7 separate regions of the Mus musculus genome follow, and regions 1, 3, 4, 5, 6 and 7 are each linked to region 2. The links are chromatin contacts, called in public HiCAR-type, HiChIP or PLAC-seq and promoter capture Hi-C maps. All regions are on one chromosome and are shown on one strand. Each heading gives the region's core, a stretch centred on a gene start, on an enhancer-like site or on the middle of the called end of the contact. The rest is flanking DNA. Distances are from core to core; before and after follow the strand shown. Region 1 has its middle 27 kb from the start of Utrn. Region 2 holds the start of Fbxo30 (F-box protein 30). Region 3 holds the start of Sf3b5 (splicing factor 3b, subunit 5). Region 4 holds the start of Stx11 (syntaxin 11). Region 5 overlaps Stxbp5 (syntaxin binding protein 5 (tomosyn)). Region 6 holds the start of Stxbp5 (syntaxin binding protein 5 (tomosyn)). Region 7 holds the start of B230208H11Rik (RIKEN cDNA B230208H11 gene).

Region 1 (2,700 bases), core at 171-2,670, 1.6 Mb before region 2:
TTCAGTGGTAGAGCACTTAGTTATCATGTGTGAGGTCAATATTAATAAATGTATTCTTAACTCTAAAGGAAAAAAACCCCACAGCTTCTCCAATTTCCCCCTGGGAACTGGTGCTTAGCTTACTAAATGGAATGCTCTACTAAGTATATATCAGGCCCTGGGTTTGATTCCCAACTCGTTAACTAACTATGATGGTGCCCACAGCAAGTCCAGCATTCCAGGTGTGGAAACCAGGCATCCTTGGCTACATGGGAAATTTGAGACTAGCCTGGGCTACGTGAAACCCTATCTCAAGAGGGAAAAAAGTAGCTGAAGATATAACAGCATCAAATGGACTTATTTTATAAGAAAGTCCCAGAAGGGGCTGGTGAGATGGCTCAGCAGTTAAGATCAAATCCCAGCAACCACATGGTGGCTCACAACCATCCATAATGAGATCTGATGCCCTCTTCTGGAGTGTCTGAATGTACTTACATATAATAATAAATAAATAAATCTTTAAAAAAAAAAAAAAAGTCCCAGAAGGACTGCAACTGAGTTAAAAGGAAAACTATCTTCTTAAATTGTTGCTATTGTTGATGCTGCTGCTGACAGAAACCAGATCTCTGTAGCTTTGGCTATCCTAGAACTTGCTATGTAAACTAGGCTGCCCTTGAAACTCACAGGGTTCTCTCTGCTTCTACCTGCTGACCACTAGGATTAAGGCAGGCACCGCCATGCCTGACAGACATTGTTTTTTAATTTTAAAATCGCGGTTACTTCTTTGTTCAGGAGGTAAGTGTGCTATGGCACAAGGGTATAGGTGCGAAGACAATCTCGTGTTGAGAATGAGGGTGGGATCTTTTTCTCTCTGTGGGTCATGGGGATCGAACTCTGGTCGTTAGGCTTGGTGGCAAGCACCTTTACCGGCTAAACCATCTGTCTGATCCTCCCAGTCAATTTTTAAGGCATTACACCATGCCTATGTACAGCTACAACATCTATTCACACATATGCGAGGCCCACAGTTGGGGCATGGGTGCCACCACTGCCTTTTAACCCTTTCATAACTCACACCCATGGAGAATGGCGCCCAAGGGGTAAATTAAGGCACTTAGCCCTGGGCTTTTTCCTGCCCAGGCAAAAATGGCAAAGGTGGTGGTGGGGTGAATATGCAAGAATATCAGAGACTTAAAATTACCAACCATTACAAGTGTTCTCTCTCAGTCAATTAAACGGCTTCAAGTTTCCAAAAACCAAGCATTCCGTTTGAGGTAGTTAGTTGCTTTTCAAAGATAGTCCCGAGAACTCGTAGACTGAGTGAAGCATCCTCTGCACGTTCTAGAAAATTCTCTTGTGGGGCACTTGATAAGGTGTACAAACAGCACTGAGAGGTAGCTGTTATGTTACAGCGAACTCCCAAGCCACCAAGTGAAACCCAAGATGTCATTTCAACCCACTCACTGGAAAGTCTGACTCAGGAAACGTGGGGTGTGTGCGCCTGCGGTCCGGTGCTTACTGAAGCCACACCCACAAGCCTTCTAAGGCTAACTCTGATGCCCGCGAGTCCTGATTCATTAAAAATCTTTAGGCTTACTCCCACTGTGCCCTTTCATCTGCTGTCTGTATCCTAAAGATGTTTCCACGAGCACGCTTGAAATTTTCCTGAATGGACAGATTATCCTTCAGAGTTTATGTATGCTTTTTCCATCTCTCTCTCTCTCTCTCTCTCTCTCTCTCTCTCTCTCTCTCTCTCTCTCTAATTATAGAGGTTTTTAAGCCCCTGCTGTGGGACATTTGAGTTCCTTTCTTGGGTGGGTGATAAGTTTTGGCTTCAGGCTGGAATGTCCCAGAATAACCAACGTTTAAAAGTCTCCTTGTCTGAAGTTTTCAGGGCCTCCCATGACTGAGGCTATGCTGTAGCTACTGAGATCAAGCAGAGAAGGGCAGGGGAGGCAGTGTATGGCCTAGATATTGTTCAAGAATTCTCATTACTTCAAACCACTGTTAGCCCTTGGCTTGGAAGCTGGCCCAGTAGGTAAGAGTGCTTGCTGCACTTCCAGAGGATCTGAGTTCAGTTCCTAGTGTTTGTGTGCCTGCAGCCTGAGCTCCAGCTTGAGTGCTTGAATAAGAATGGCCGTCCTAGGTTCTTAACTTTGAATGCTTGGTCCCCAGTTGTTGGAACTGTTTAGGGAGGGTTAAGTGTCACCTTGTTGGAAGAGGTATGTTACTAAGGGCCAGGCTTTGAGTTTTCAAAAGCCATTCCCAGTTAGCTCTCTCTGCCTCATGCTTTTGGATCAAATGTAAGCTCTCAGTTCTTGCCCCAGGACTGTGTTCCCTACCATGATAGTTACAGTCAAACCCTCTAGAACAGTGAACTCCAAGTTAACCACTTTCTTTTATAAGTTGCCTTGGTCATGGCATTTTGTCATAGCAATAGAAAGTTAACTAAGATACATACAAATATGTAAAAGCAATGAAAATAAATCTTCAAAATAAGGAAGATTCTCTGTTCATTGAAGCAGGGCAGTGGGTAGCATTGGAAGACATGAAGGCCAGAGGCAGGATAGGCTTTTCAGACTTAAGTCCTGATGAAGGTAGTGCCGTTCCTCTCAGGGTTGGGGTAATGTTGGGAGGCAGGCAGGGGCTAGAGTATTGTTTAAATCTGCCTGAAGGCACAACTCCATACTTTATGCATACCTCCAGGATATTTTTCCATTA
Region 2 (2,700 bases), core at 160-2,659:
ATTTTATTTAAGTATTTTATATTTTAAGACAAAAAATAAACAAAAAACCCTTTAAACCTAAATCTAAACATTCAGAAATATTAGAGTTCCAGTTTTCTTATATCATTCATAAAACACCTACTATTTCTAGAATCACACACACACACACACAAAAGCTTATGTCCCTATGTTAAGTATCGGGTATAAACTGGTGATCTAAGAAGTTAGCAAAACATGTTGTCCTCAACTAAACTACTACAGCAAGAAACAGTGACTAAGCATAAAGAAGAGTGATTCAACGAAACTGTATGCTTTAGAAAAATCAAACAGGGATACTTCATGGTATCCTTTGTCTCTTTGTCAGTCAACACAGGATTGTTTGGGAAAACTAACATAAAAGCGTGCAGAGCGTGTTAATGTAACTTACTTTGCCTGAAATTTAGCAGGGAACAAATAAAAAAAAGAACCTCAGAAACTTTTTGAGACTTCGTTTTAAAAACGTTAACCCTCTTTGATACCAGAATGCCCGTAAATAACTTCATCTTGGATCACAGTCAACAAAGCAATCATGGAAGAAAAGGTCAATTCCTTCCCAAGCATCTATTTTATCCGGGATTTACCACGGGACTCAAAGAAGGGAGAGGGGAGCAGGAGAAACGCGGCAAACACAGGCCTCCGTCGAGGTTAAAATGTAATCCCCGAGTGACTTTGAATCCGCCGTGCGTTCCCTGTCCTGCTTCCAATCTGGGACTCCACGAGCTGGAACCCAGGAACTTGGGGGGGGGGGGGGTGATCCCTAAGTCTCGCTTTAACCAGGGCCACAGCTAAGCCTCCGCGCCTCTCACTTCCATGAATGGAAAAGTTACCAACTTCGCTTATCCCGCGGAGACACTTGGAGATGCCTCGCCGTCCTTTAACCCGTTTGCGCCCAAACTCCTCAAGTCCCTACGAGGCAGAGGGTGCGAGCCACGCATTCCGGGGTCCCCCGGGGCTCCTCTGCGCTCAGTGGGGGTGGGGGCGGAGGTGGGGGTCTCACCCGGTTCCGCGTCCCCGGGGGTCGGGGCGCCATTTGCCGGGAGCCTCAAGGGCAGGCCACACGGGCGGCCGGGCGCGACCCGGACGGGGCCAGCCGGACGGAAGCCTCTGAACTGCGCCGACTCCACCGGCCCCGCCGCCCCCGGGGCCCGCGCCGTCCGGGCCGCTGCCCGCCCGCCCGCCCGCGTCCCCGCGCCAGCCTCCCGCGGCCTCGCCACACTCACCAGCCCGCGCGGGCCGAAGCGCCGCTCAAACCCTGGCTTCTCTGGCCTTAGCGCCCGGCGGCTCCGCAGCGTCCCCGCACCGGACCGGACCACGCACGGGGCCCGTCCCGTCCCAATCCTCTGCGCCTCCGCCCTGCCCGGACCGCCGCCTTTTCTCCTCGGCCTCCAACCGCCACCGCCCTCCTCGCGCGCCCCGCCCCGCCCCGCTGCGCCCCGCCCCCCGGCCCGGCAGCGGGTGAGCGGGCACGCGCACGCACAGCGGGCGAGGATGCGCACGCTGTCCTGTGCCGGTCAGGCCGAGCGCAGAGAACCCACGGGGCAGCCTCTCCCTTGGTGCTCCCTGCCGGGTCCGCCTTTCGCGCCTTTGCTTTTTGTTTGTTTTTGGAAGGACTCTCCGAGCCCCTGTGGCACTGTGGAGGACGCAGGCCCAGGAGCGCGACCCGTCCTCCTAGCGCGCACTCGCAGGAAATAGGTCAGCCCCCGTTGTCGGTGGTAACTGCCACCACCTCACGTGCCCGAGCCCTGTGACTCGGTGACCGCTCTGCTCTGTGACCCGTTTCCCCTTGTAAGGGCTCTGCTGCTCGTCAGCCCGCGGCGGGCGGCTTCGGTGGGGCGAGCCACGCGGCCTCCAGAGGGCGCGGCGCGGCTTCTGGGAAACGTCTTAGGGCCGGAGCTTTCCCGTGGCCATCCAGGGCTACACACCCCGCGTGTAGGCGTCCCCGTTACTACCGCCAGGCCCGGGCGTGAGGCTGAGGGACGGTGATGTCACCGACGCCCACCCCGTCTGGAGGCCTCCTGCCAACTCCCACCTCAAAGCCACCGTGAAGGAGCCTTGGCCCTGGCTGGCGGAGGGGCGGAGGTGAGAAAACCCCCTTGGGTGGCCGTTCTGGTGACTGCAGTTTTACTCCCCAGCTGTTGGAAACGGTGGCTCACGAGAGTCACCGTCCTTCACCTTAAAAACCAGCACTTTCATACAACTACACAAAACCCTGGGGAGCTTAAGACTGAGCACACTGTAAAGGTCAGGGGTTTGGTTTGGTTTAATGAAGACATTCAGATTTTTGAAATATTTAGTGCTTATATGTGGGGTGCTTAGGACGCTGTATTTTTTTTTTTTTTTTTTTTTTTTTTTTTTTTTGCCTGCTTTGGCTGTAGGAGGTAGGCGCTTTTCGGTCAGCCCAGAGCGTGAGACCCAAAGGGGCCAGGTAAGAAAAGTGAAGCAGACAGATGAAATGGTGGGAGAGTTGCTTGTGCATGACAGGTGGTCGCGATTGAGTCACACATCCTTCCATTACATCCCCTTCCGCAAAATAAGGGGACTGCGGCAGGGAATCCCAAAGGCTCTCTACAGCTTCAACATTCCCATACTGATTGATTGTACTTTGGGGCTTTCTGCCTCTCTAAATCACCTAGTTGACACTAGGTCATCTCCCACCTCAAGCTGAGTAGGAGTCAGGGCAAA
Region 3 (2,700 bases), core at 155-2,654, 1.7 Mb before region 2:
TTTGAACTCAAGAGATGCCCCAGCCTCTTGGGTGCTGGGATTAAGGTGTGCACCACCACACTGGTATGCTGGTGACTCATACTGCTTTTATGGTTTTCCTTCAGTAAGTCAAACACACTGCTGCTCTTGGGTCCTCTGCCCTGGCCGGAAAACACCTGCATGGCCATTTCTCTTGATTCCTTAAAATCTGTTCTCAAATGACATCTCAGTAAAGTAGCATTGTAAGCATGGTTTTTAAAGTTGTAAACTCTTCAAGCTGGCATAATGTATGCCCTCAAACCTTTGGAAAATGCTCTGGTGAAAAGGGAAGAGGGGTGGGGGGAATGGGGCGCTGAGCAGGATGGGGACGTGATACCACTTGTTTGCCAGTTTATCATTTCTGAAGACACAAAGGGTAATCATCAAGAAAAAGGGGTAAGGGGTAGCGCATAAAGGGAAGGGTAGGAAAGGGATATGGGCAATCTCCGCGCTTCAAGGTTTCTTTGGGACCAGACACACTGTACGCGTGAAGACTATTGAGGTGGGATAATATCATAAAAGTGTGTGTGACGACTTAAGGACTTGCCCTGTGCTTCTGCCCCCATTTCCTATTTATACTCTCACAAAACCTTGATCCACAGAACCCTCTCCTAATAACCTCCCAAAGAACACAGCAATCCATACCAAAGAATAGAGCAAACCCTAAACTTTATATATATATGGTTTTTTAAAAAGGCAAGAAGACATCAACTATCGAAAAGCAGACTCGAAATGCGCATCACTCTCGTGCAGTCTTCTCCCTCGCTTGCCGATGCTGGGATCACTCCTTCTGCACAGTTCACAAGGAGCGGACCCGGACAGTCTCTCCATGACTTGTTCCGAATCCTCCACAGGTACGCAGGTCAGGCGACACAGCCAACACGGAATGGTCGAGATGCAGGAGCAAGGAGGCTCGCAGCCGGCACACGGGGAAGACTGGGCAGCGCTCACCTCAGTTCTCCTCGGGCTTGTCCGCGGGCGGCCCGCTGGGCTGCAGCATTTTCTCCATCAGGTTGAACCGCACGCGGGCTTTGCTCTCGTTCTCGGCAATGGCGAAGTAGTTGAGGAGGTCGAAGTGGCCCATGTAGGAGCAGTAGGAGTCGCGGTGCTGGTTCACCAGCCATTCCCACTTGGTGGTGTCGGCGTGGCCCGTGCCGATGTACTTGGACTGCAGATGCTCCAGCTGGCTGTGGATGGTGTACCGGTCCGTCATCGCGCCGCTCTGCTCGTAGGCTCCGAGGTCAGGACACAGACGAGAAGCTGCCGCTCGCGGCGTTCAAGTGAGAGACGCTGCCGCTGCCGGTGCCGCCGCCGCCACGCAAAACCTCAGTTCGTGCAGGCGCGGGAGAAAGACGCCACCGAGACGCAGGAGTAGACAGTCTTTTCCTAGGCGGAAGCGGAAGTGCCGTCTGTCGCGGGATTGGAGTTGCCTAGGAAACACTGGGCCGTCTCCTCACGGAGCCCGCCTACTTCGAAGAGTGTTGCATGATGGTCCGCTTAGTGGCTCTCGGGTGATCACGTTCTAGTCTGAGCGTTGCATTCTGGAACAAGTAGTCCAAAGAGTTTGTTTTAGGGTTTTGTTTTGTTTGTTTTGTTTTTGCCTGGCTGCTGTAGGACGATGGCAAACGGCCTCTGAGAGTTATCCCACGGCTCTGGGCTACTAAGAAGGGGAAATCCAAGAGGGTTTCAACTACAAGCAACCAGGAAAATTAACTCTTGTACCTAGAAGCTAACGTGGCAGCATGGTTCCCCCGCGGTCCCAGCTTTGTCTCTTAGAATTTGGGCACTGGGAAAAGTATTTTTGGTGATCAGTGTCAGCCCCAGTAGTCTCACTAATGGCTCCCACAACGAGCTCCAGGCTCCCGTTTCTCAACCCATTGAGGGGTTGTTTGCTCTAGGTCACTCAAAAGCTATTCCTTGAAGTCAGATGTGGTTCAAGACTAGATAGATAGATAGATAGATAGATAGATAGATAGATAGATAGATAGATAGATAGATAGATAGATAGATAGATAGATAGAAAGAACACCTCTCTTTCTAGTCACCTGTGTTTTTCTGCTGATTACTGCCTTACGTTGGGGGTTGTGCACTTTCTCACGTTACAAACAACTCAGAAAAGATAATTGTACTTCTTTTATGGTATCCCTTAAGGATACATGTATAGCCTGATGTAGATTGTACTCTCAAAAAACCATTTTAGGAATGGGGTAAGAGCAGTCACAGCCAAAGAGAATGGACAATGACAGACAATTTGAAAATACAGGAGTTTGGGGGTACTTTTGTTTACTTGGTGGGGGGAGGATCTGGCCCTGAGCTCACAGCAATCCTCCTGCCTTTGCCTCCTGAATGCTGGGATTAGAGGTGAGTTCCGCTCCATCCAATATTAATTCTTCTGTTTAAATTTTGTCATAATAAGCATCATGCCAGGTGGTGGTGGCACACACCTTTAATTCCACCACTTGGGAGGCAGAGGCAGGCAGATCTCTGAGTTCAGGGGCAGCCTGGTCTACAGAGCTAGTTTCAGGACAGCCAGGGCTACAAGGAGAAACTCTGTCTCAAAAAAAAATAAAACCAACCAACACCAAGACTTAGACAACATAATACACATCTTATTCCTAAAATATAGAGACTATACGGCAATACCTGTGGATATGCCATCCAGCCATACTATACCTGTCTCTT
Region 4 (2,700 bases), core at 141-2,640, 1.7 Mb before region 2:
ACGCCTTTAATCCAAGTACTTGCAGGTGGATCTCTGAGTTCGAGGCCAGCCTGGTCTACAGAGTGAGTTCCAGGACAGCCAGGACTACACAGAGAAACCCTGACTCAAAAAAACAAAACAAAACAAATGAAAAGCAAAACAAAACAGAAGGCTGGGGCATGGAGGAGAAAGGCCCCAAGGATAAAGTGTTACCTTTACCTGGCTTTAAGTATCTGACCTTGTGTATTGGGTGAACTGTGTGGCTGCTCTGTGTGTGGTAAAAACTACTTTCCGTCTCCTTTCCATACAGTCCTCTGTTGAGGTGAGGAGCAGGCTGGCCCACACTTAGAGTGCAGAGACAAGCTTCTTTTCCATGAAAGTGGAGTTTCTGCTTAAGTTGCCTGAAGTTGCTCTGCCCCGGAGATTTGTCTTTCTGGCCTTACCTGGCCTTACATTAGTAGATCGATTCATCGGTCATTTCACATTAGATGGATAACTTTGGGTTACCGTAACACCTTGTTCCTCAAATTCTTCTGGCGGTGGCTTCCTATCAATGCATATCATCTTTCTTTCTTCCTGTGTTCTTTTTTTAAGATTTATTAAATATTATTTATTATTATATGTAAGTACACTGTAGCTGTGTCTTTCAGATACACCAGAGAAGGGCGTCAGATTTCATTATGGATGTTGTGAGCCACTGTGAGCCACCATGTGGTTGCTGGGATTTGAACTCAGGACCTTTAGAAGAGCAGTCAGCGCTCTTAACCACTGAGCCATCTCTCCAGCCCCTCCTCTCATACTTTCTTTGTTTCTTGATGGCTAGCCTTCTACCTTGTTTGTCCAGCGGTTTCCCACCCCCTAGCCAGAATGCCCCTTTTCTGTTTCTGAGCCCCCAGTAGGGTGCCAGGCAACGAGGACAAGGTCGTGGCAATACTCCTGTGGGTGTCCCACTGACAGCAGGCAGGAAGGGGCTAGTGGAAGGCGGGGCTCAGTGTCTACGTGGTCCACAACCTCGGGTTAGGCAGTCGTGCGGGTCCCCGCTGGCGCAGCCACACCCACGCTCAGAAACGGTTTCTAGTGCCCTAGTTTCGGAACTACTCTGGACTGCAAAAGTCATCCGCGCTGAGGGGTTTTCCCGCGGAAAGTCCGATGGATCCCGCCCCGCCCATCTCTCCATCCCAGAGCAAGGAAGAAGAAAGAGCAAGTTCCCGGGTGGTCCACACCGTCGCCCGCAGCATCTCGGGGTGCACAGGAGGGGAAGAAGGCTCGTGCTTAGGTTCCCAGCAACCCGCAGCGTGGCGACCCCAGTCGGGACGGGAAGCTGCGCGCCTAGCCGAGGGCGTCCCCGGGGCGGGGCCCTGGTCCCCAGCTGTGCAGCCTCAGCGCGGCAGGGGCGGAGCCAGCAGCACCAGACGCGGCCCTGCGGCTCAGGGCTCGGACCCCGGCTGAGAAGCGCAGCCCGGGCCAGCAAGAAGCGGAGGGGGCAGAGCCGCGGGGACACGCCGCGGTGTCCTCCCGGCGTCCGGACGCTGGATCAGCGCCCCGCAGGATCACGGTTCGTTTTGTCCCGCGAGTCTGCTTAGCTCTCTAACTCTTTCGACATCGGGGACCCAGGTTCGGGGTTGGCTGGAGTGGTGGACCGCGCTGGCAGGGATGCTGCGCAGCTGCAGGTGGGTTTGGGGTGTGGTTCCCTCTGTGCCTCTAGGTACCTTCAGGACGAGGCTTTGGGTTTCTCACCTAGAGCCGAGAGCTTTTTTTTTTTTTTTTTTTTTTTTTTTTTTTTTTTTTTTTTTTTTATGTTTAAGAATATAATGCGTTATCAGAAGTGCTTCAGAAATGTAGACTGACTCTGAAGCTTCCTGAGGCAACTTCTGTTTTGAATTTTTGTTGTTTTTATTTAATGGAGGTGTTTTATTCAGTTCGGTCGCCACTTTCTCTAACACATCAGAATGGACACTTCTCCACTTGAACTTGACAGTATGACTCAGGAGCCAGGAAATACAGGAACACTGATACCGCGTTGAAACAGCTCCCACGGAGGATTTGGGGTAGTTTGTTTTAGGAAACCGATCTGATGGCTTTGCTTAGAGAACCACACCACGGAATTCTGTTGGCTTCTTTGGCTCCGCGAACATCAGCTGAGACCTGCGTTTTACTTCCTGTGACTCTCACACTTATTAGAGCCATTTCTCAGCAGAGGGAGGAGCTGTTGTTTCTACACGGGTATCCACAAATGAGTCACAAGTCTACTACAATTGCAAGGCTTTGTTAATACGCTTTTGAAAAGTGAGGTTGGATTCCTGTACTTTGAATAAGACCGAAGATTCAGTCTGGTACTGTCAAACTGGGGCAGGCGGCCTAGGAAGTAACTATTCAAGTTTTCAGTTTCCTAGAGCGCCTGATGGGACAACATGCCAGCTAGGGTCACTAGGCTGATCTGAGATAAACCCTTAAAATCATGTGCTTTCCCACAGAAGCTGAAGAGAAAATTAATTTCTTTATCCAATAACCATTTGGCTGTTGTTTTCACTAGTTGGTAGAAACTGGACATTTAATGAAGTGATTGTAAGTTACTCTGAAATTTAAAATATTTCAGAAAGTTTATTTTTACCAAATTAGTGCCTTAAAAAAAAACATATAGAAGCTTTTGAAGAAAGTAGATGGTTGCTGGAGCCAGACATTAAGATGCTGAGTCTCCCTGAGGCTGGATAAAGGCTCTAA
Region 5 (2,700 bases), core at 147-2,646, 1.4 Mb after region 2:
ATAAACAAACAAGAATAATCACATACAGTGCTGCTGTTGTTTTAAACAAGTTATTATCTATTTGATCCATGTAGAATAAGATATATTAATTTTTTATTTTACTCTGTTTTTTTCCCTGTTGTTTTTCCTTTGTGCAAATTTGAACTTTTGGCCTACTTAATTCTTTATTTCTCTTTAAAATAACCTCTAAAACTTTTCTTTCAAGACACATGAGTGTTAAATGACCAAGTCTTCATAACTCTTCCTTATACAATGTTTAGTGGTTTGTAGAAGGCCTCCCCTCCCATCCACTGTGACTATTTTAGTATTCGTTCTCCTTTGTTTGTTTCTGAGAAGTGAACTACAGTTTTTATCCTCATTATAAATAAAATTATTTTGTGTTCACCATCAATTTTCTGTAATTTGAACATACAGATGTAAGAGTGCTTTGGTAAGATTTTATTAGTTTTATGTCTGTACAAGGTTTTCCTGTATAGTCCAGAATTGTGGGATTGTAGCTTGATGCTACCATGTCCTGCTCAAGATAAAGGATGTTCTTTTAGTTTGTGTTTTATTCTCCTTTGTATTTTCTGAGCTTCTTGGATCTGTAGTTTATCATCTGACATTAATTAGGGGAATTCTCAAATTTTTCTCTTTTCATTTGACTGTTCCATTACACAAAGTATTTATTCTGTAGTTTACACACTTTGTTGAAATTTTGTTCTGTAACATTTTGATTGTTTTTTGGGAGTGGGGCAGGTAGGGATTTATCTTTTTCTCTTTGTTTGACAGTTTTGGAAGGTTTGTATGATACTGCTTATATTGAGGGTTCGTGTCCTTGTTGGTATCTGGTCCACCATTTAGATCATAGGTGAAGTTGCTGACATCCTCCTCATTTAACAGCTACACTTCTTAACTCTTGCAATATAAGTTCTTGTCCTCATTTGATTCCATCATAGGATGTCTGCTATCTGACCTTAGACAAAGCTTTATACATCTTCACTGCTCTCATTTTGGTGATGGTAGTCTTAAATGACTGGTTTAATTCCGACACACGTCATGTTTTTGAGTTTTCATGTTTGCTCTGTCTGAGACTGTGTTTGGCCTTTCAGGCTGTCTTGTGATTATTCTTGCTAGCTGAGTATGCTATACTGAGTAAAAGAAGTCATTGAGGAGACATCTTATTAATGGGCTGTTCCAGGAATTGGGAAAGGTAGGTATCTGCAGTTTTTCAATTGGGTCTTAATCTTGAACGAGCCTGTCCTCCTCTGTCCCTCCTCCCTTCCCACAACCCTGTGGCTCAGCACTTCTATACCACAGTTTACTGTTCCCCTTTCTTTGCTTCAAAGGCTTCACTGAAATTGGCATTTTCCTTGTGTGTGTTTGCTGACTCACGTAGCGCACATAGGTCTTAGAAAGGCAACTTGAGAACCCACTGCTGTGACATAGATGTGGTTTCCTCGACTCCGCTGTGTGTGGAGAGCAGAAGGGAATTCTTTTTGTTATGTTTACTGTGAGAACTTCAGCTTTGAGCTGTAAAATTCACAGAAGTGTGGAGTCCTTCTCCTCTCCTCCTTGACTGAACTGTCTGGTGTCTTGGGTTTCAAATTCATCCACTGTAGTCCTTCAGTAGCATATCAATGACAGTGGCCATTTCTTCACTCCATGGCATCCCCAGCACCCTGCTTCTCTCTAGTCACCAGCCTGTTCAAGTTACAGTAGTTTGTCTTGTGAGCTCACTTCTCTAACAGATCTAAGAGTGATTTACTGTTCTAGTTGGTTCAGCTTTTTGCTTCTTGTTAACAGTGATGGCTCTCAAGGACCCTTATGTACTAGACCAGAAACGGTGATTCTATAATAATGATTAATAGGTGGTGATGGGGGGAAAGTAACCTTAAAAAAGAGGGTTTAAAACTGACATTTGCTAAGTAAATGAAACTCTAAGTATAGGTTAAGAGTGTGAAAGTATAAATTGTCACTTGGCAGAGACTTTCCCCTGGAAAGCATTCGTATAGGAAATGAAATGAGGCATGTTCCGTTCTTTGATAAAGAGTCCTTACACCACGGCCTTCCTTTCCTTTCCTTTTGATTTGTGTAATAGCCCTAGCTGCCCTGAAACTCACAGAGACCTGCCTGCCTCTTCTCTCTCCTGGGGCCTGGGACTAAAGGCTTGTACCACCATGCCCAGTTTCTCATACCATTGTTAAGAGCATATTTCTGCTAGACAGTTAGAAGAAGTCACACAGGAGTAAACAATAACTGTAGGTCTTAGAAATAGTAACTATGGGGAGGTGGTTGAGTAATCCATAATTGCTGGAAGATAATATTTAGAAATTGATGTCTCTTATAAATCATTTAAAAACAGTGGTCTATATTAGCATCATTTACACAGAAACAACAACACTGGGTCCAAGCACCCACTTGCTTTTCTTCTCTTGAGATTCTGATTTCCCAAGTCTGGCATGGAGCATGACATCTGAAGGGATTTTGTTTTGTTGTTGTTGTTATTTATTTCTTTTAATCTCATGGCTGCTTGTGATTCAGAATCAGAATTGAGAAATCCTGGATTAATGCTTGGCCATATGGACAGCAGTAGTGAGTGAGGCAGATGGTAGATAAGAGCCATATTCATTACTGTCTGCTTAGAGAGGGTGTCATTCTAAAGTACTCACGCCTGTGTGAGTGCGGAGACACTGTGCTGTGCAGAGCAAAGCCTGCTGG
Region 6 (2,700 bases), core at 154-2,653, 1.4 Mb after region 2:
TTAAACTAGACAAAATGTATTTCAGGGAATTAAATAAACCAAAGGCTTAGAGGCAAATAGTTTAGGAACTTACAAATAGTTTAGGAAAGACTTTAAGTTTAGTTTATTACGTCATCCCCCTTTCGTGAATTAACTTCCTACTTCAACAAGTTTTAAACCGTAGAGCAAAGTTTTAAAAAGTTCCAACTGAAAGGCTTCTTCTTGGTGGACAGAACTTTTAGAGAACTACACTTCCCGAAATGCCCTGTGCGCCAAGCCTAATTGGTTTGTTTACTATTCTTGAAGGCTAGCTCCGTCTGCCCATAGGCCAATACTGTGAGGAGACTGTCCTGAACGAGAGAATGTAGCCAATAACGAAGCAAAGGGAGGTGCTTCTGATTTTGGTGCGGAACTAACAAATCCTAGTAGCATTGCTGTTCCCACCCCACCCTCGCGCCCCGGTAGGGGCGGGGTCTTTCTAAACCTAAGATTGGCTTCTTGCTGTACAACCCCCCCCCCCGCCCCCGGCTATAGAAGGTCTTCCAAGGATTCCCCCCTTCTGATTATCCAGCCCTATCACCTTTGCTTATAGAATGCACTGGCCAGAAGGATTGCTCTCTCCGCCCTCAGCACCAATTTCTCTCCACTGATGGAAACTTGAACCACTCATCTGTCTCTTAGCACTCTGGGAGACATGCAGGAACATTGGCGGTCAGATCTGAGAAAAAACTTCACCTCCTTCTCCCGCCGGATGATCTCAGAGAGACTCCAGGGGGCTGTCGATTGGTTAATTAAACTGGCAGGTAGACGGGACTTTGTAACAAGGAGTGGCGGGGAGTGCTGTCTGCCACCCACCCTGCCTGCCAAATGGATTCAGGATGATGGGTGACCAAGGTGAGATCGCTGGAGTTCTTCCCCTTAGGGGGCCGACCCCAGTCTTTCCTCCACCCGCCAGCCTCGTTTTACCTCCAGCAACACCTTCATGAAGGAGGCTGGGCTTCTCTCCCTTTGGGTGTCTCTTAGTTGTCATCTTGCCACTGACTTAATCGTTGCCTGGATGTTCCATTGCGAGCCCAGATACAAGCAAACCCGAAACCACACTGCGGGAGCTGTGAGTGACAGGGCTGGAGGCGCGGGCCACTGAGCCCGCGGGTCCGCCAGCTGCTGCCCCTGGTCCTCGGCGGAGGATGATTTAAGCCGCCGGCCGGGGGCGGGGGCGGCGGCGCGCATGCGCACCGGGCAGCTCGCTCCGCGGAGGCCCAGCTGCCGCCACCGCCGCGGCCGGCGCTGGAACCGCGGCTCGCCGCCTGCTCTACCGAGCGTTGAGGGCCAGGGTCCGAGGCTCACGGGAGGCGACAGCGAGCATCCGGGGAGAGAGCGACAGGCGGCGCGGAGACCGGCCCCGGGTGCCCGGGCCATGCGGGCCGGGCGGCTGCGCTGAACGGAGGCCGAGCCCGGGACCTGCCGGGGGACTGCCGGGCTGCGGGCCATGGATGCGGCGGCAGCGGCGCGGGACGGCGGGAGCCCGGCCGCGACCAGGTGAGGAGGCGGCGTCCGGCGCCACTGCAGCCGCGGCGGCCTCGGAGGAAGAAGGCTCGCCGCCGCGCGCCCGCCCGCCCGTCGTCGCAGCCCTTCCTGTTGGGATTATCTTCTGCTCCCCGCTGCTCCTTCGCTCCCCGCGGTCGAAGCCGCCGCTCGGCTTCAGCGGCTCGGACTCCTTCGCAGCCGGTGCCTCCTCCCCTACCTGGGCCTCGCAGCGGGGAGACCCTTGGGCGAGACCATGAGGAAATTCAACATCAGGAAGGTGCTGGACGGCCTGACCGCAGGCTCGTCCTCGGCCTCGCAACAGCAGCAACAGCAGCAGCACCCGCCTGGGAACCGGGAGCCGGAGATCCAGGAGACGCTCCAGTCCGAACACTTCCAACTCTGCAAGGTGAAGGGAGCGGGGAGCGCGCAGCCCGGCCAAGCTGTCGTGGGAAGATTGGGGTCGTTTGAGGGGGCCGCTGGGCAGCACCTGGGAGCGCGAGGGCAGAGCGCGCCAATGGAGCTCAGCGCTCCAAGAAGGCGCCCCCCACCCTTGACAGACGTGCCTTGCTGGGGGATTTGGACAGAGATCCCCTACTTCTTATAAGTCGGTGTCTTTTTCCCTTTCATAAAAAGCAATCATTTCAAGGCAACCCAACCCTTGCCTTTAATCCCCATCTAGATGCTAGTAACAGTGGCCTAGAAATACTTTTTATATTCGCGCATATTTTATTATCTTCCACTGACGTCGAAATTTTCCAGCAGTGTGTGATGAACGTCGTCTGTGGGCAAGGCAAACCTGTTCAACCAGGTTTTTTATTTTTTATTATTATTTTTTTTCGCATCACTTTTTCCTTAGAATGCGTGCGAGCGGCTCACCACCTGAAGTCACAGGATTCTTTTTAGCCTGTTTGGTTAAAAACTTAGCGCGGAGGGTTTTGTCAGTGAATTGGCACGATGATTGCCACAAGGTCTTGTATGTAATTCAGAAAGAATGATGCAGCGGATTAATTCCCAGCTGCTAGGTGAGAAAGGCATATGAGCCTCCCTATCCAGAATCGCCTGCTTCCTAGATAGCCATTAGGTCCTTCCTACAGCGGTGATTTAAAAGCCTACGTACAATTCGGTTCTTATGTCCTAAAATTATTCCGGACGTAATACAAAATTACAAGATTATTTTTCGCACCCATTTTCATC
Region 7 (2,700 bases), core at 73-2,572, 1.6 Mb before region 2:
GTTGGTGGAGAAGTTCTGCAGCCCCGGGCAACAGCAGCAGTGCAGGCAGGGGGCTTCCTTTAGTTGAGCAAGTCTGCAAGAGATCTCTATGGCCTCATTCAAAATGAGGATAGGAACGCCTACATTACAGTTATTAAGAAAATTAACCGAGCCCCTGAAGAGTGGTACTCACTCTAAGCCTTTAACCCTGACATTTAGGAGGCAGAGACAGACAGGTCTCTGTGAGTTTAAGGACAGCCTGGTCTATATAGAGAGTTCCAGGACAGCCAGAGCTACATAGTGAGACCCTATCTCAAAAAAAAAAAAAAAAAAAAATCAAGCTAGACAAAACTGTGTGTAGGGAGCTTAGAGCAATGCTTGGGTTATAGAGTGCACATGTTCTCATGTTCTCATTTGCATTTAACACCCATTGCGTGCAGCTTCAGGCCTCTCTCTGATCACCTGGTGAGGTAATCACCCCATGTTACTGACCCCATGTTACATTCCACAGGCTGCCTCCAGACTCTAGCACAGTGTCCGCACAGAGAACAAGGCCTGAGGACCTAGGCTCTCTGGTGTACTTCTCTGAGTGCTTACCCTGGATGCCCTAAAGGTACTATTGAGGAACATGGTCAGGCAAAGGTCAGTGGAGTTCCCGCCATTGGGAGATAGACAGGAGCTGTCTGGATGCTAGAGTAGAGTTCCTTCGTAAGGAGTCCGGTCAGACTTAACCAGGACTCAAGAGAACCAAAAGCTGGGTGTTCCCTGGGGGTCACAGAGCTGTGAGAGATGGTAGAGCAGTTGGATCATTACAGTGAAACTGAGAAAATGTTTGAGGGAGCCACTGGGAGGTCTGAAACAGTGGGGCACTTTGTGAAACAGTGCATCCTAGGTTTACAGTCAAAGACTGAAGCCACCAGACCTGTATAAACCAAACATGGGGGTGGGTTAGGGGAGAGGGACAAGGTGGGACAGCCAGAGCAAGGCTCAGCCACCAGCTCCCTGCCTGCAGCTGCAGAAACACCTAGCCTGAACCCTGGGGTAGAGCCAAGGTTTTGAGGAACAGCCGAAGTAATGCAAATAAACCGCTGTACCCTAAATTGCTTTTTGTTGTGGGTGTTTTGTCCCAACAACAAAAGGGGAGCTAAAACAGGAGACAAGTTAAAACAAGAGTTTGCCCTCTAGGGGAGCTGTAGGGGTGGCAGGAATCCAGGAGGTCTTGACCCTGCATTTGAAGCAGAGCAAAGGGGACAGTGTCTACACAACCAGGGAGGGGGTGGGGGATTGGGCCACACTGCCCTGACCACACAGCTTTCTCCGGAACCTCCTCTTTCTCCGGAACCTCCTTCCGGCATGTGGTAACACTGGCGAGGAAGGAAAGCCGCGCGCGCACAGGTGCCGGGCCCCGGGAACCTATTCGATTTAGAAGAAACACACTGATGGTTGCCCTGCGGACCCGTGCCTACACCGCCCGAGGGACCCCTCCCACCTCCGCTCCGGAGCCCAGAAGTTAGCTGTGGAGTTTGTTTGTCGCGCCCGCGCACCTACAGTGAGCAAGGAGAGCCGGCGCCCGCCGGCCCAGAGCTCTGTCCCGCTCTCTGCTCCTGCAGTTCCTTCGCTGCCGCCGAGATCTCGGGGCGACAGTGAGCGGCGGCGGCGGCGGCGGCGCGAAACCCCGGCGGCAGTCTCCGAGTCTCTGTAGCCGGGTCGGGAAAGCGCCGCGCAGCCTGCGCAGAAGCATCCTCGAGTAACTGGGGAAAATGAGGACGGTATTGTGAGCTTTGTAGGAACAGCAAAGAGAAGAGAGCACGCCTGCACCAGGATGGCCGAGTGGTTAAGGCGTTGGACTTAAGATCCAATGGACATATGTCTGCGTGGGTTCGAACCCCACTCCTGGTAAAGTTGCTGTTTTGTTCCTTGCCGCGGTCTGTCAGTTGTTTTTAGGTCCAGAGCTTTTGGAAATTTAGAAGTCTTATTTCAGTTGAAAGAAATGTTCTTTAATCCTTAATAGGGCGCTGCTACAAGGCAGCCCAATTTCCCGCAGTGAAGCGACCGTGTCTCCAGGAACCGACCTGAGCCAGGCGGGAAGAGGCTCCCCGGAGAGGTCTGGTATTGGCTAACTTTTTGCAAAAGTACTTTTGCACAGAAGAAAAAAGAAAAAAAAAAAAAAAAAAAAAACAAGTCCGCTTTTGCCTTTCCTCTGTCCGCTCCCCACCCCCTTCTTTTTTCTTCCTTTCCCTTTGTTTTCTTTCTTTCCTTTCTTTTCATTTCCCCCCCCCTCAAAGTTTAACGTGTTCACATGCAGTCTTTCAAAAATGTACCATTTGACCATGAAGACCCAGAATTTGAAATATTTTCGATTTTTATCTTCTCCTATTTTCTTTGGGTTTTTTTGTTTTGGTTTGGTTTGGTTTGGTTTGGTTTTTGGTTTCTCGAGACAGGGTTTCTCCGTGTAGCCCTGGCTGTCCTGGAACTCACTTTGTAGGCCAGGCTGGCCTCGAACTCTCAGAAATCCTCCTGCCTCTACCTCCCAAGTGCTGGGATTAAAGGCGTGTGCCACCCTATTCTCTCCAAAAGTGTTTTTTATCAAAGCAGTCCAAGATCTTAAACACATTTTGTAGGCGTGGCTCAAGGAACTCCCCAGCCTTTTGAATAAGTTGAGACACTGATTAAATAAACCCCTCTCTACAATCATAAAACCTCGGAAACGTTGGTTATTAC

Evidence for each region. Promoter capture Hi-C pulls out the DNA fragments that hold promoters and counts their contacts. HiCAR-type assays count read pairs that join an accessible place to other places. HiChIP or PLAC-seq counts read pairs in DNA pulled down with a chosen protein or histone mark.
Region 1: a contact with region 2 is called in a FOXA1 HiChIP or PLAC-seq map of pancreatic cancer cells. The contact joins the enhancer-like site here to the promoter of Fbxo30 in region 2. A contact is called at or near these places in 4 of 39 promoter capture datasets (cranial neural crest, hippocampal neurons, maxillary cranial neural crest and 1 more) and 1 of 115 datasets of contacts at active chromatin or transcription factors (pancreatic cancer cells).
Region 3: a contact with region 2 is called in a promoter capture Hi-C map of pre-B cells, with 13 times the contacts expected there. The contact joins the promoter of Sf3b5 here to the promoter of Fbxo30 in region 2. A contact is called at or near these places in 4 of 39 promoter capture datasets (cranial neural crest, hippocampal neurons, liver and 1 more), 1 of 484 Hi-C or Micro-C datasets (CD4 T cells) and 2 of 115 datasets of contacts at active chromatin or transcription factors (astrocytes and large pre-B cells).
Region 4: a promoter capture Hi-C map of pre-B cells shows a contact between it and region 2. The contact joins the promoter of Stx11 here to the promoter of Fbxo30 in region 2. A contact is called at or near these places in 7 of 39 promoter capture datasets (the C10 cell line, the HPC-7 cell line, cranial neural crest and 4 more) and 3 of 115 datasets of contacts at active chromatin or transcription factors (astrocytes, large pre-B cells and stem cell-derived neural progenitor cells).
Region 5: a contact with region 2 is called in a promoter capture Hi-C map of hematopoietic stem and progenitor cells, with 4 times the contacts expected there. The contact joins the enhancer-like site here to the promoter of Fbxo30 in region 2. A contact is called at or near these places in 10 of 39 promoter capture datasets (the 3T3-L1 cell line, the C10 cell line, the HPC-7 cell line and 6 more), 2 of 115 datasets of contacts at active chromatin or transcription factors (acute myeloid leukemia and stem cell-derived neural progenitor cells) and 1 of 9 other capture datasets (adipose tissue).
Region 6: an H3K27ac HiChIP or PLAC-seq map of trophoblast stem cells shows a contact between it and region 2, with 7 times the contacts expected there. The contact joins the promoter of Stxbp5 here to the promoter of Fbxo30 in region 2. A contact is called at or near these places in 4 of 39 promoter capture datasets (the C10 cell line, liver and pre-B cells), 1 of 484 Hi-C or Micro-C datasets (adipose-derived mesenchymal stem cells), 5 of 115 datasets of contacts at active chromatin or transcription factors (acute myeloid leukemia, astrocytes, pro-B cells and 2 more) and 1 of 9 other capture datasets (liver).
Region 7: a contact with region 2 is called in a HiCAR-type map of astrocytes, with 6 times the contacts expected there. The contact joins the promoter of B230208H11Rik here to the promoter of Fbxo30 in region 2. A contact is called at or near these places in 13 of 39 promoter capture datasets (the 3T3-L1 cell line, 3T3-L1-derived adipocytes, the C10 cell line and 10 more), 2 of 484 Hi-C or Micro-C datasets (both in embryonic stem cells) and 5 of 115 datasets of contacts at active chromatin or transcription factors (astrocytes, embryonic forebrain, embryonic stem cells and 2 more).

Annotation. Positions count from the first base shown.
Region 1 is chr10:12,887,306-12,890,005 of GRCm38.p6, reverse strand. No RefSeq gene overlaps it. Among named protein-coding and RNA genes, the nearest start is that of Utrn, 27 kb to the right of the region's middle. Within about 2 kb of position 1,420, at least 58 of the 459 cell types and tissues checked have an H3K27ac peak or open chromatin away from gene starts, as enhancers often do. A contact at or near this core is called in pancreatic cancer cells, where this site is marked.
Region 2 is chr10:11,280,039-11,282,738 of GRCm38.p6, reverse strand. It overlaps Fbxo30 (F-box protein 30), which reads right to left and starts at 1,409. Exons shown (of 3, transcript NM_027968.3): 1 at 1,239-1,409.
Region 3 is chr10:13,007,154-13,009,853 of GRCm38.p6, reverse strand. Sf3b5 (splicing factor 3b, subunit 5) reads right to left here and starts at 1,404. Exons shown (of 1, transcript NM_175102.4): 1 at 671-1,404. The coding sequence starts at 1,231. The coding sequence ends at 971.
Region 4 is chr10:12,962,949-12,965,648 of GRCm38.p6, reverse strand. Stx11 (syntaxin 11) reads left to right here and starts at 1,390. Exons shown (of 3, transcript NM_029075.1): 1 at 1,390-1,649.
Region 5 is chr10:9,879,212-9,881,911 of GRCm38.p6, reverse strand. The region is part of intron 2 of Stxbp5 (syntaxin binding protein 5 (tomosyn)); the gene reads left to right. Among named protein-coding and RNA genes, the nearest start is that of Stxbp5, 20 kb to the left of the region's middle. Within about 2 kb of position 1,396, at least 122 of the 459 cell types and tissues checked have an H3K27ac peak or open chromatin away from gene starts, as enhancers often do. A contact at or near this core is called in the HPC-7 cell line, acute myeloid leukemia and hematopoietic stem and progenitor cells, where this site is marked.
Region 6 is chr10:9,899,743-9,902,442 of GRCm38.p6, reverse strand. Stxbp5 (syntaxin binding protein 5 (tomosyn)) reads left to right here and starts at 1,403. Exons shown (of 26, transcript NM_001081344.2): 1 at 1,403-1,912. The coding sequence starts at 1,760. It overlaps Gm46210 (a long non-coding RNA gene), which reads right to left and starts at 1,130. Exons shown (of 3, transcript XR_001779713.1): 1 at 946-1,130.
Region 7 is chr10:12,921,749-12,924,448 of GRCm38.p6, reverse strand. B230208H11Rik (RIKEN cDNA B230208H11 gene) reads left to right here and starts at 1,322. Exons shown (of 3, transcript NR_038028.1): 1 at 1,322-1,875. n-TLtaa3 (a tRNA gene) reads left to right here and starts at 1,796; the gene lies at 1,796-1,878.